Linked DNA regions of Anser cygnoides: region 2 is linked to region 1. The links are chromatin contacts, called in public Hi-C maps. All regions are on one chromosome and are shown on one strand. The core of a region is the stretch at or near the end of the contact, and the rest is flanking DNA. Distances in the headings are between cores, read along the strand shown. Region 1 has its middle 92 kb from the start of TRNAE-CUC. Region 2 holds the start of PXDN (peroxidasin).

Region 1 (6,229 bases), core at 2,073-4,572:
AGTGGTTGCATACACAATCTATGTGGGCAAATGTCTACTGCTTAGGCTGTCTGCTTTGCTGAGTATGGACCTAACCTCACCAATGAACTCTGGATTCCTTTTCTTCAGTTCCTTCCTTCAGTTCCACCTTGCTTCCGCCGTTCTGTGATACTGGATTCATTGGCCTTAAGTAGGATGCCTACAAGGTAAATGTTTATACTAGCCAATGAGGTGCCCTTCATCCTTGGGTGTAATTCATCTCATCCCAGAAGAGACATCCATGCTAACTCAAAGGAATGTGCTCTTTCATGCTTCTTTCTATCCATGGGTGATCTGTTCAGCCCAGAGGGCGAGACTGAGGGGCATCTGTCTGTATTTAAAAACTGATGACACGAGTGTGTCATTTTCACAGACTTCATACCTCCCCTGAGCAGAATCAAGGAGAATAATGTTTGTCCAAGGCTCCCATATATGCCCAGTAGAAAGCTATTGCACCCTGAAAGTTTTTTTACTTAGCATTTCTATTATTAGATGATAGAACTTAGGTGGTTGCCAAAAATACCTTACTTGCTGATTAATGTCTTCTCCTGTAGCAAGGAGCAACATGTTCTAAAGAGACTGCTTGTCAGGAATGACTGACATAAGTTTAAAAAACCACCCACAACAAAAAAAGAAGTTCTAGAAAAATGAATGTTATGTACTGTCACATTACTTGAATATATGGATTTTATTTATTTCCATGTTTCATACACAGCAATGTTTCAATGTCATCCCAGCACTTGAATGGTATGTTCCAAGATTTTTATCTAATTTTTTATCTCGAAGGCAGTTGAAATTGCCTCTCCAGATGTTGCTAAATAACCAAGGCATGCTGTAATCAGGCAGCATAATTCCCTGGAAAGGGAAATTATTTCCTGTACCTTATTTACATATCTCTAATTTCTTATAAAGCTTACAAAAGAGACTTATGACAATGGTTGCTGATGCTGTTTTCCCACTTAAGAACAAACAGTTCAAACTCTCTGCTGGCATTAACCCCATTCACTCCCATCAACCAGCCTCCTGGGAATCCTTCAAGAACAGTTCTGGGTCTGGGTGGGTTTGTCACTTTGTAGTGTAAGGATTTAGCTATCCCACAGGAAGAGCATAAGAAACTGCGTGGAAAATTGATGTAACCTTTGCTTCTGTGAGCTTGAGAGAGCTAGGAGAAATAAATGCATCTCTTATAAGAGAACTGGTTGTGTTCTTGCTCTCTTAAATGCTAGCAGGATACACATGCCTTTAATTGGATAATATAACCCTTGCACATTCCACAGTACCATTTTAAGGGCAGCTTCCATTATATAGTCTAAAGCTGTAACTTGTAGCAATAAAAAGCAATTTAACACTTTAAACTAGTGGTCTCAAAACATTTGCAGACTTAGACACTTTCAAGTAGTGCAGCTCAAAATTAAATTCATTTTCAAATAAATAAAATTTAAAAGAGACATTTAGTTTCTCCAGTCTTGCTCCACCCTATGTACAGTTTTTGTCCCCCATCACAAAACTGTACAAAATTGAGTAGAATGTAAGCCAGACCCTAAAATAAAAGCACATGAAAGTCACTATCTAGCTGACATATGAACTTAGCTTGAAACCCATCATTTGTAGCTGGATACTAACAGGCACAATGTAGTTTTGAGCACAGCAGGAGCAGTCACGTTAGAAAAAAATCATTTTATAGTTGTGATGTACACACCTAGCTTAAAGTTTTTTTACATTGTTCTATGTGTGAACATGTAATCTCCATTCTTGAACTCTACAATGACACAGATGGAATGAGAGGAAAGCAAAGGTAAAAGAATATTCTGAAAAAAAAAATATCTCTTTTTTATTTCTCAAGGGGACACTGGGCAGTTTCTGTAGCCTAACACTGGAGTATGAAATGTGAGAAGTTCCTCTCCTCCTTCTCCCTATGCATCATTAAAGGCCAAACCTAGTTAGACCTTTCTTAAGATTCATTCCCTTGAGCCCCTTACAAGTTGGTTCTGTGATATCCTATTTCAAGAATTTCCCATTTGTTCAAATGAGGCCTCATTAAATGCTAGATGAAGTCCTCCAATAACTTCATAACTCAGTAGACGTGTCCTGGGACTTTGTTTGCCCTGTTTTGTTGCTGCAAAATAACATGCAGATGGTTTATTATGCACAATCACTCCCAGTTCCCTTCTCTGACCTATGTCCTATGACATTAACATTAGACATTATAAACCTCAAGTGCATTAACATTTGAGAGCTTTCATCTTAGCAGTCATATAGTCTCAGTGAAAGACATCCATTAAAAGCAGCTCACTTTCACAAGTAAACTTTCTCATTAATGTTCCTTAAAGGTCACAGAGATGATGAAGGAAAAATTCTGTAGTAATAATTAATAGTAATGGTTTATATATATAAAGCACTTTTACTCTGAATATTCCAAAGTACATTAAAACATGATGAAGAGAAACATTTGTACTTCGGATGGCTTGTTGCAGAAAAACATTAATATCAGTGAAACAATTTTGAATAATTTGCCAGACTACACAGTGTATCATCATTGTAACTATTTTTTTTTTTTTTAAGTTCCCACTAAAACACCATTACGGTTGGTTCTCCTAAGGATGACAAAAGGAGCCCAGGTACCAAGTCAGACCTGAGTTAATATGACACTTCTCAAAATGGGCACTCAGAAATGTCGCAAAACCAGTGATTTTTTGACAAAGGCATCGTGCAAGCTATTATGAAACAATTTCCTTTCTGTTGCAAGTGTTTTCAGAGTGTCTGTCACTGGAAATGTTCAATTTTTTCCTTGAAGAATAAATGAGTCTTCTCATTCACCTCTTAACCTTGACAGGTGACAAGCAGCATTTCTCAATGAAAAGCTGATTTACACAATTTGCTGTGCTCTTACAAGGAAACTGGATCTTTATAAAGACACACACAAGAGACAGAGCATGCACTTTTCATTTCTTTGCAAGGGCCAGTAGCATAAATGGCACAGCAGTGAAGCAATAACCTTTGACAACTGACATCCAGCATCATGGTATGCAGGCAGCCAGATAGTGTGAAAACAGCTTAAGAACTAAAGTATACACAAACTAATCACTGTATGTCTACCTGGGAAAGTGATTATCCTGGAAATTCCTTTCTTGCTGAACAGCTCCATTCTTTAGTCCTACTCCACAACTGGAAATTTGCTGTTGACTTCTGTAGATTTTGAATAGAGTGTAATTCCTATTTAGGCCTATGCAAATGGCGGTACCCAATTCTCAGTGCGTGTTGCTCCTTTTAGCACTGCAAAGCCAACAAAGAGGTCTGCGAGAGGGAGTGAGATAGGAGGCAGGCTTGTGCTTCATCAGCAGATCTGTCTCCTCCATTCTGATTGCAGTTTCCTTACGGCTGCTGATGATTACGAGCCAGGAAAAATCACAGCTGTTGTTCCAAAAGCACTTGAAAACAGAATAAATCCAATCCCGTATCACTGGCAAAGCAATTAACATGAAATGATCTGATGCTGATTTTTCAGGCTTACTTTTTAGAGGCTATCAAACAGAAAGCTCAAGAATAAGGATCTAAATTATAGACACCCCATTTACATCCTCTGGCTCAGGAGCAGAAAGAAAAGACTCCAGCTGTCCTTATATTTGTTTTAATTTGTCCAGGACACACAATTTAGAAATGTTAATTAGGATCCAGAACACCCTCTGACTGAGTATAGAAACAGATTGATTGGATTTGATGTATACAGACTCCATTTACAAGAGACACAAAATGTGCAAATTCCTTTTTATCGTGAATTTATCACATATAAAATTATTCTAAATATATCATATCATTCTCCAGTGTAAAATTAGATTTTACAGACATAGAAATGAATGGCAGAGGAATATTTGTGTAAAAAAAATATATGTAGAAAACATTGTTTTGAAAGATGTTACCTTGAAAGACAACAAAAAAGATCAGGAAGCGAATGCTATTGCAATGCTGCCACTTACTGCTTTAACAGGAAAGAGGTTACTTTCTGCTTTGAAGTGCTCAGAGTAGAAACATCAGGCTGTATTACAGTTTGGAGACCTGTAATGCCAGATTTTTTATTTTTTTTTTGGTCTCTCATACGTACTGAGCCTACAGTCTTCACAGCAGGGACTACTGCTGTGAGGTTTTGTGTAACATGAGTGTGACTCCTAAATACCATCGTAATCCTGATGTTTTAATTCTAATGATAAAGCAGTTAAAGATTATGAAAAAGCAGGGAGTCAAAGTCACAGAATTACACTTGTCTATGCAGCCTTAATTCCTTTATGGTGTTTTAGAAGTGCTGGTAGAACTAGACATAAAAAAGAGTATATAGAGGAGTATGTAGGAGAGTTAAATGATACTTCTGAGGGAGGGTGACATGTCCCGTAGAATGACAGCGAGCTCCAAATATCAGAGATTTTCTGCTTCTTTAAGGTCTTGAGATAATCATAGAGCTGTTCTGCAAATAAAATGACGACAACTTGGATAAATTGCAGAACATAAACTACTTAATATCTGTGTCTGCTGGTGCTCGGCAGTCTCCTGGCTTTGTTTGCCCTTTCTGATGTGAAAATTTACTGTTCAAAATGACATTTGAACAGCTGGTGATGTTTGGGAATTTCTGTACAACAAATCAGAAACTGAAAAACAAGAAGACTAAGTCCTACACTGACAAAGCACCTAACTTTCATTGACATTGATTTAATTGACTTTGGTGCCTAAGTGCTTTCGAAATATGTAATTTAAAGAGATCTGACCCTATCTCAGGGGAACGATATTAGAGGAAAATGATTTGAACATTAGTTTATAGAGTTCAAGGCTGTCATCAAAATTGCCCAATGGCTGGATCAAGAATATTTCTTTAAATGTTAGTAGTCACTTTGTATTACCTGTGAATTGAATCCAACTATTTATTTTTGAATGTGACCCATTAAATTCTAATATTAAAAAAAAAAAAAAGTTTACTTAAGTAAATATAACTATCACATAAACTACTGAGAACAGTCTTTATTAACAGTGAAAGACTTAAAGAAGTAAAAAGACCTAATGATGTAATAGACCTTGGGGTCTATTTTGCCATTAGCATATGTGTGGAATCTTAATTGGCATTTATGGTAGCTGTGCCGGCACAGAAAAACAGAAAAGACCCTTTCATATTAACTATATTGGTAACAAAATCTTTAAAGCTCTTTCACAGTGAGTATTTCAGCTTAAAAAAAAAAAAAAAAAAAAAAAAAAAGTTCTCATACAAGCAACCTATTAAATAGGCTAAAATAACAAAACATATTTGACTTCTGGCAGATATATGAAAAATCTACATTTGTACTTGATTTATTCTGGAGCCTAAGACCTAAATGCATGTGTTTTCAGTTCACATTTATTTTATGACTAGTTCTTTCTATTTATTGCCTTCAAATCATAATCAGGTGAGGAACATCTTATCTGATAGAACAGTTTCCTGCATTGTGTATTTAGTGTAAACAACACATTTTTTTTTTCTGAACATGTGGGTTTGATGATATTTTTGAAGGATTTCTCCAGTTTCCCTCCAGCCTCTCCTTGCTGTGGCTCCAAAGAAATAAGGAGAGCAATAAAATGAGAAAGATGGAGAACCTTTAGATTGCTCTGCTTGATACCTGTTACTACTTGTCTCGCTTGCTAGTCAGAGTTTTGGTTGTTTTGACTGGATCCAGTTGCCAGGCTACATGCCCTTTTCAGCTCCATTAGTCTCTGGATGATGACTGATTGCTATTATGAGCTTCAAGCACACACAGCTATTAATCCCACAGCCATGGTAGTGGGTCTCCTACAGTCAGTGTGACTTCCCAGGCCTCTGGCATGGCACTTGGGCTTGTTCTCAATCAGGTATGATCTGTGTCTCAGAGCTTGGGATTCTAATCACACTCAGGATTGAACAGCATGGCATTCGCAATGTTTGGGGAGAAAAAATGTGATCTGGTCATCTGGACCCCAAAACACAATGACTTTAGCATAAGAAACAGCTAGAAGCTGTGGCTGTCTATGTTAGCAACTCATTATGAATGGCTTTCTAGGGAGGGGGTTTGGTGCTAGCACTAGACATCCATGCTTTACACATTTTGGGCAGATTTTAAACTACCACTAGTCTTGTCTCTGTATTTCATTTATGTGGCTAGGGCTTGGTAGCAGAGGGGCTGCAGGGGTGGCCTCTGTGAGCAGAGCCCACCAGCTACCC
Region 2 (6,229 bases), core at 1,720-4,219, 140 kb before region 1:
GATGAAACATCTCATATTACAGAAAGTTTATGAAGAACAGTTAAGAAATGATGAGAACTTCAAAAAATTAGATTGAGACATAATACTGTAAATAGCTTTTCTATACAGCTTTGAATAAAATGGATTTCCTTTTTAACCCACTCTTTAAACATCTTTTTAAATTCCCCCTTTGCTACTTGAGAAAATCTCTTGAAAGCTTTTTTGGATCTTCTTATTCATCCCCGAGATGACTTCTCAATCTACTCATATTTCTCTCTTCTCTTCCCTGCCAAGCTAGTGTTTTATAGACTGAAAACAAGATAGAGTTCTTGGCCTTGGAAAAAGTAGCCTTTATGTTTGGGTCTTTCATCAGTGCACTGACAGGGAAAGAACTGACTGCTGCCTCGGCATCTCAATGAATGTCAGATTAATCTGCATTATATTTTAATTAGATGCATTAATATGCTACCCAGTGTCTAGTGCTGAGCTAATTGCATGCCACCTGATACACTACCAGATTCCACAGGGCATGAAAAAAGTCTAAAGGAAATGACTTATGAGGAATTCATAACAGATTAGCCAAGAGCCTGGAGGTTACATGCAACTTAAAGTAAATGGCAAGGATGCTATGTAACATGTTAAGGCTAAGTCACCTAATTAGGAGGAAAATATCCATGTCCTTTTAATCTTACACTTGGAATTGCATATGTATAGCATAGATATTTCCAATGCATAAGACAATAGTCCAGCAAGTTCCCAAATACTAAAAACTTTTCAGAACCATTTTAAATTCCTGCAGAAATCGTAATCAGCTTTGACGGTGTACTTTTTTTTTGGACAAGAATCATCATAAAGTACCACAGCACCACAAAGTAAACCCCGATCATATTTTTGTAAATGTTACAAATATTCCGATTTAGTGATATCTCTATATTATTGTGTTTAATTATTTAACCTCAGTTGTTCTGCTGCTTTTAGTATGGGCATTGCAGGACAACAGATTTATGACAGCCAAGATGTGAGTGGCATTTCCGGCAACCGTGCCAATACTTGCACGTTGTAGGTCAAAAGTGTCTGAGCTTTTCCTGGACCAGGAAACAAACTTAATTTTCAGGTTATGCACATAGCCCAGCACTGATTACAAATGCAGAGGCAGCAATATACACAGCAGCTGCTTGCTGAGTTGACACTGAAGTGATGCACCTTTTAACCTGCTGCTTCAGTACACATCACAAGCCTCGCTTCTACTTCAGTCTGGTATCCTCCACTGTAAGACACAGCTGACATTTATATGAGTTTTTGAGCACTTCAGTGTGTTGAAATAACAGATTAAGCCCAGCTCTGCATCAGCATTTAGAAATGTGCCTAATTCAGAAGCGTATCTGAGTGATAAGAGTCTTCTGGGAGCCTCTGGCTCTCCAAGAATCAGTACTGCTGATTGCACACCAATGAGCATCCCCTGTCTTCCTCCAGGCAGATCCTGCGGGTGGCCAGTTAGCTAGCCTCCTGCTCGTGGAGGGTCGAAGGCTGTTTTAAAGGGCTCAGGGCTCTTTAGAATGAGACAGACCCATCTGTGCTTCCACCAGCTAACTCCTGTCTTAGAGATAGGGAGTCACATCTCACTTTAGAGAAGAGAAACGTGATGTCTCAGGAGAAACTTAGTCAAATTGCATTTCTGCAGAAAGCAAGCTCCAGAAAATGACTTATCTCAGCATATTTGAGACTGAGCCCATCAGTGACTTCCAGCACTTGTAGCACACTTCCAGGCTCTGATTTCTCACATGAGGTGTTTGATTTGGTGGTGGTGGTGGTGGGGTGGAAGTAGATTCATTACCTGACTCACATGCTAAAACCAATTTCTCACAGTGAGATTCAGAGCAAGAAAAATCACAGCAATGTTTTTAAGTAAGAATGGTCTCTATGTGGTTCCCTGAAGAAAAAGGATCAGAGGCAACCCTGCAGAAGTGTCCCGAGTTATTTCTGGGGTGCAACTGGAGGTGCTGACACCCATAATTCATAAAAGAATGCTTTTGTTACGTTCAGTAGGTTAGTTGTGACCACAGTCGTTATAGAAATGACTTGCCAATGTCTTCACCCAGGATACTCAAAGAGTGGAGAATGTTGAAGAAAAGATCTCTGCCTACGTTGGACCTGACTCCACAGAAGAATGACAATGTTTTTAGGGCAATGAAAGAAATCTCAAAGGGAATCTAGTTTTGTATTCTTGTGCAGGATTTGGTTTGAAGAAGTGCTGAGGCTGTGGGAGCTGAGGATGCAAACACTATTCCCATAAGTACAGATATGTTCTGGTGGGCTTACACCTCCAAGCCAGTGCACATGTCTACCCAAACACATTAGCAGTGTGTAATTTTCGTGAAATCCGTCAGGTTTGCCTAGGCCAGCAGTAAGTGCACTAAGAGGAGGCAGTCCAGGGGTTGTGTCCATGCCTCCAGAGCAGAATAGCAGCAGGACTTAGTTGTGTGGAACTTGCTTCTTCCCATAAGGGTAATGTGAGGTCACTGTTATTGTCTGTGCCAGGTGGTATCGGGAGCAAAAGGGACAAATGAGGCTCAGCCGTGAGCACAGTTCATGCGGGGTATCTGGGCATCACCACCGACTTTCTTTTTCCTGTCCTTCCCCTTGTCTTTTTTTGTCTCCTCTCCTCTTTCCCCTTCCCTTTCCATCTCCCTTCTTTTTCCCTTCCTTCCCCTTCCCTCTTCCTTCCTTCTTTTCCCTCCTCCTCCCTCCTTTCCACCCCCCCCCCCCCCCCCCCCCGGGGGCAGCCCAGGCCCGGTGCGCGGCTCCCGCAGCACCCATGGGTGCAGCGGCGGGGGGCTGGACGGGGGGCTCCCCACGGCGGGGCGGCCCAGCCCAGCCCGGCACGGCCCGGCACGGCTCAGCCCAGCCCAGCCCAGCCCGTCCCGTCCCGCCGCCGGCCGGGGCGGTCCCACCGCCGTCCCCTCCTCCATCCTGCGGGGGGGGGGGGGGGGGGACGGGAGCGCCCCTCCGCCGCCGAGCAGAGCGGCAGCCGCGGCCGGGCGCGACGCGGACCTGCCGGAGCCCCTCTCCTCTTCCTCCTCCTCCTCCTGCCCCGCAGCCGTGCAGCATGGCCCGGCGCGAAGCCCCCCCCGGGCTCTGTCTCCTGCTCCTGCTGCTGCTCCGCGGCGGGGGGCTCGCCACCCCCCCGCCGGCCGCCGCGCAGCCCCCGCCGCAGCGGGGGAGCGTCTGGTGCCCCAGCCGCTGCCTCTGCTTCCGCACCACCGTGCGCTGCATGCATCTGATGCTGGAGAGCGTCCCCGCCGTCTCGCCCCAAACCACCATCCTGTGAGTAGCCGGGCGGGCAGGGAGCGGGGAGGAGGAGGAGGGAGGAGGAGGAAGGAGGAGGAGGGGATACCTGGGGTGGGAGGCACTTTGGGGGGCGGTGGAGCCTCGGCTCTTTGTCTGCGGTCGGGGGAGGGGGCTCGGCCCCGCCGCCCCCCATTCCCGGTTCCAGCCCTAGCCCCGGGGCTCCCCGCCCGGCGTTGTGCGGGTAGAGGTGGGTATCCTGGTTAGCCTGCGGGCACTGCGGGCTTCGCCGTCCCTGGAAGGAGTTTGCCTTGCCCTCAGAGCCCGTTCGGCTGGCAGAGGGATGGGGAGGCGGACACAGCGCTTGCTGCTCGGTGCCGAAGCGTGGTGGCGGTGGGTCAGCAAGCCGGGACCTCCACGGGACCTCCACGGGACCCCCAGTCTTCTCGGCTTGCGGAAGACTCACTCGGTTCGAGTTCCCGCAAAAGCCTGAGGACATGCGACCTTACGGCCCGCAGTCCTATTTTTTAAAGCAGGCACGACCAGAGTGGCAGTCGAAGCGCCTGGCCGAGCCCCTGCAAGGTCAGGGCTCAACTCTTTTGAGCAGGATTGTGCTGGTAATAAAACTCAGTGGATGATCAACCTCAATCACATGGATTTCACTCAAACGATTGCCTTTCCATCCATTTTGTCCTTACAATAAACGCAAAGACCTAACCGAACACCCCACGCTGTGTTGTCTCGAGGCTTGCCGTGAGGACGAGATTTGTTCCACTGACCCGCTTCTGCGTTCCTCGGGCTCAGAAGACTCCTGGCACCAGCCCTCTCCTTCCCCTGCACACAGGCAGCCCTGGACGCCGAGCGGAGCTTGGCCCTGGGAATTTTCTTGCAGGGCCTCCTGTAATAAATTGACTTGCAACTTTGTCAGATATTTTCAAAAGAGATCCATAAAGCCTCGGTGTGTTTCAGCTTCCAAGTATTATTTAATGTGAAGACTACAGTCATTTAGCATTAACTGAGTCCCTCTTTGGCAAGAAGTTCAGCCTTTTTGGCAGAATCCGATTAGTCCTGCAGTACTTGTAAACCTTTTAGGGAACAATACAGGAAGTGGGTGGTTAATGTTTCTTACATTTGAAACAAAGTACATTTACAGAGCACCTTTTGCCTTGAGATTACAGGAAACTGTGTAAAACTAGTTGTGTGAATCATCTTAAATGTAAAAAAAGGTATAAAAGATATAAAAAAAAAAAAGAAAAAAGTGATCTTTAGAATATGGAGTCAAATCTTAATGGCTTGGTTTCATGTTAGGGGTAGAAGGGCCTGCAACAGCAAAAAGTATTAGATGAACCTAACCAGGGTGGAGCTCCCCTTACGGTGGGTATTTATAATCTTGCAGTGAGTCAGAGCAGAATGTATGAACAATGCGAGCATTATACTCGTCTAACCCCACTAATATATCAAATTGTCTAGTATCCCAAATCTGAATGATCATTCTGGCATAATGCAACCTACAATGCAGCAGAATTAATTAAAAATAAGTTACTTTTTTTTTTTCCAGTTTGACAAAGAAAAGTAATTCTCAAAATAGGCCTGTGGATGACCAGCGTTCTTCAAAACACAACGGTGGCCTTACTTTTCGTTTGGTTGTTGGTATTCTTCTTCTTTTTTGGCAGCTGACTAGGGGACAGTTATAAATAAATTAAGGTCTTTGGTAATACAACTTTTTATAAACACGCAATTACTCTTTCTGAATGGCAGTGAATGGGGAAGAGACAGACCAGAAGGTAATCAGGCAATACGTATCTCTGGGACAAAGAACAGTGATACAACTTATTTAATAATGAATCGTTTGAAGATAGCAACTGTACATAAATAGCTTACCTACTCTATATAAAGGGCTTACCTTTAGCTATAGGATGTGCTTGAGAAAAAGTATTGCATCTGTCTGAAGTACTCACTGAGTTACTCTGTGGTTTGCCAACAATTTTTACCTTACTACTCTGTAGACCTGCACTTCTATACAACTTTGTAGTCCATCAGCCACAGAGTACAATAGTCAACAGCCTACATTCAAGAGTAGTTTCTTTTTTAAGCATGAAATCGTGAAGCAGTTATTTCATTGCCAGTTTGATTGTCACAGTTCGTCTTCCATTTAGAGCTCGTATATTAAGTACACTCTTTTTAGTGGTGGTGATGATAGCTAGACAATTAGAAACAATGAATTAATTTCAATTGAACAGCTTCCCCTTTAAAATATGGCCTTACAAAATCCTGCAAACTGTGTTGCTGATGGGTTAAGCCCCTTTTTACTGGCATTGGTAAATTACACAGTCTTGTCTGCTTTCTTTCTTTCTTAAGACACAGGTTATTTGTGAAGTAAAAACATCACTGTAAGTTTTTTCTTGTTTTTCTTGTAAATATGTATAAACATATTTATATTGCTTTTTACAAGTGTTGGTTCTGAAAACTGTCCCATTTTGGAAGCAGAGTTGACTTTGGTCTACTTCACATATAATTTGTTCTATGGACTAAAACAGCATGGAGCCAGAACAACACCGCAGCCAAATGTTTTTCCCCCACATATCAAAAACGTCTACTCCTAATCTCAGTCTCACTTTTGAAAACTGCTCATAACATTACTGGTTGCTGACCTTGCCAGTGCTACTTCTGGCTGTACATTTTCTCACTCTATCCTGCTTCCCCCACTTTCTGGCACTTCCCCTTCCCTGCTGCAGGCTGGGATCCATGGTTTAGATTTCTGCACAGTGGCTTCTGCCAGCTTCAGAAGTGCTTGTGGAGCCTTGTGCGAGCACAAGGTTCCACCCAAGATGATATGATTGCTCTCCTGCATATACAGAGGATGTACCCCTCTTCGTAGCAGCAGGGCCAGCATCGCAGTCTGCTGTCTCTTGAGACCCACCTCCAGAGTCGTTTGCAAAACCGCTTCATGCCTTCAGCACTGTCT

Evidence for each region. Hi-C and Micro-C count contacts between places; a contact is called where the count stands out from the background.
Region 2: a contact with region 1 is called in a Hi-C map of granulosa cells, with 2.3 times the contacts expected there. The contact joins the promoter of PXDN here to the enhancer-like site in region 1. A contact is called at or near these places in 2 of 7 Hi-C or Micro-C datasets (granulosa cells and liver).

What each region holds. Positions count from the first base shown.
Region 1 is chr3:102,947,919-102,954,147 of Taihu_goose_T2T_genome, reverse strand. No RefSeq gene overlaps it. Among named protein-coding and RNA genes, the nearest start is that of TRNAE-CUC, 92 kb to the left of the region's middle. Within about 2 kb of position 3,322, at least 1 of the 3 cell types and tissues checked has open chromatin away from gene starts, as enhancers often do.
Region 2 is chr3:103,085,053-103,091,281 of Taihu_goose_T2T_genome, reverse strand. PXDN (peroxidasin) reads left to right here and starts at 2,969. Exons shown (of 24, transcript XR_010830587.1): 1 at 2,969-3,303.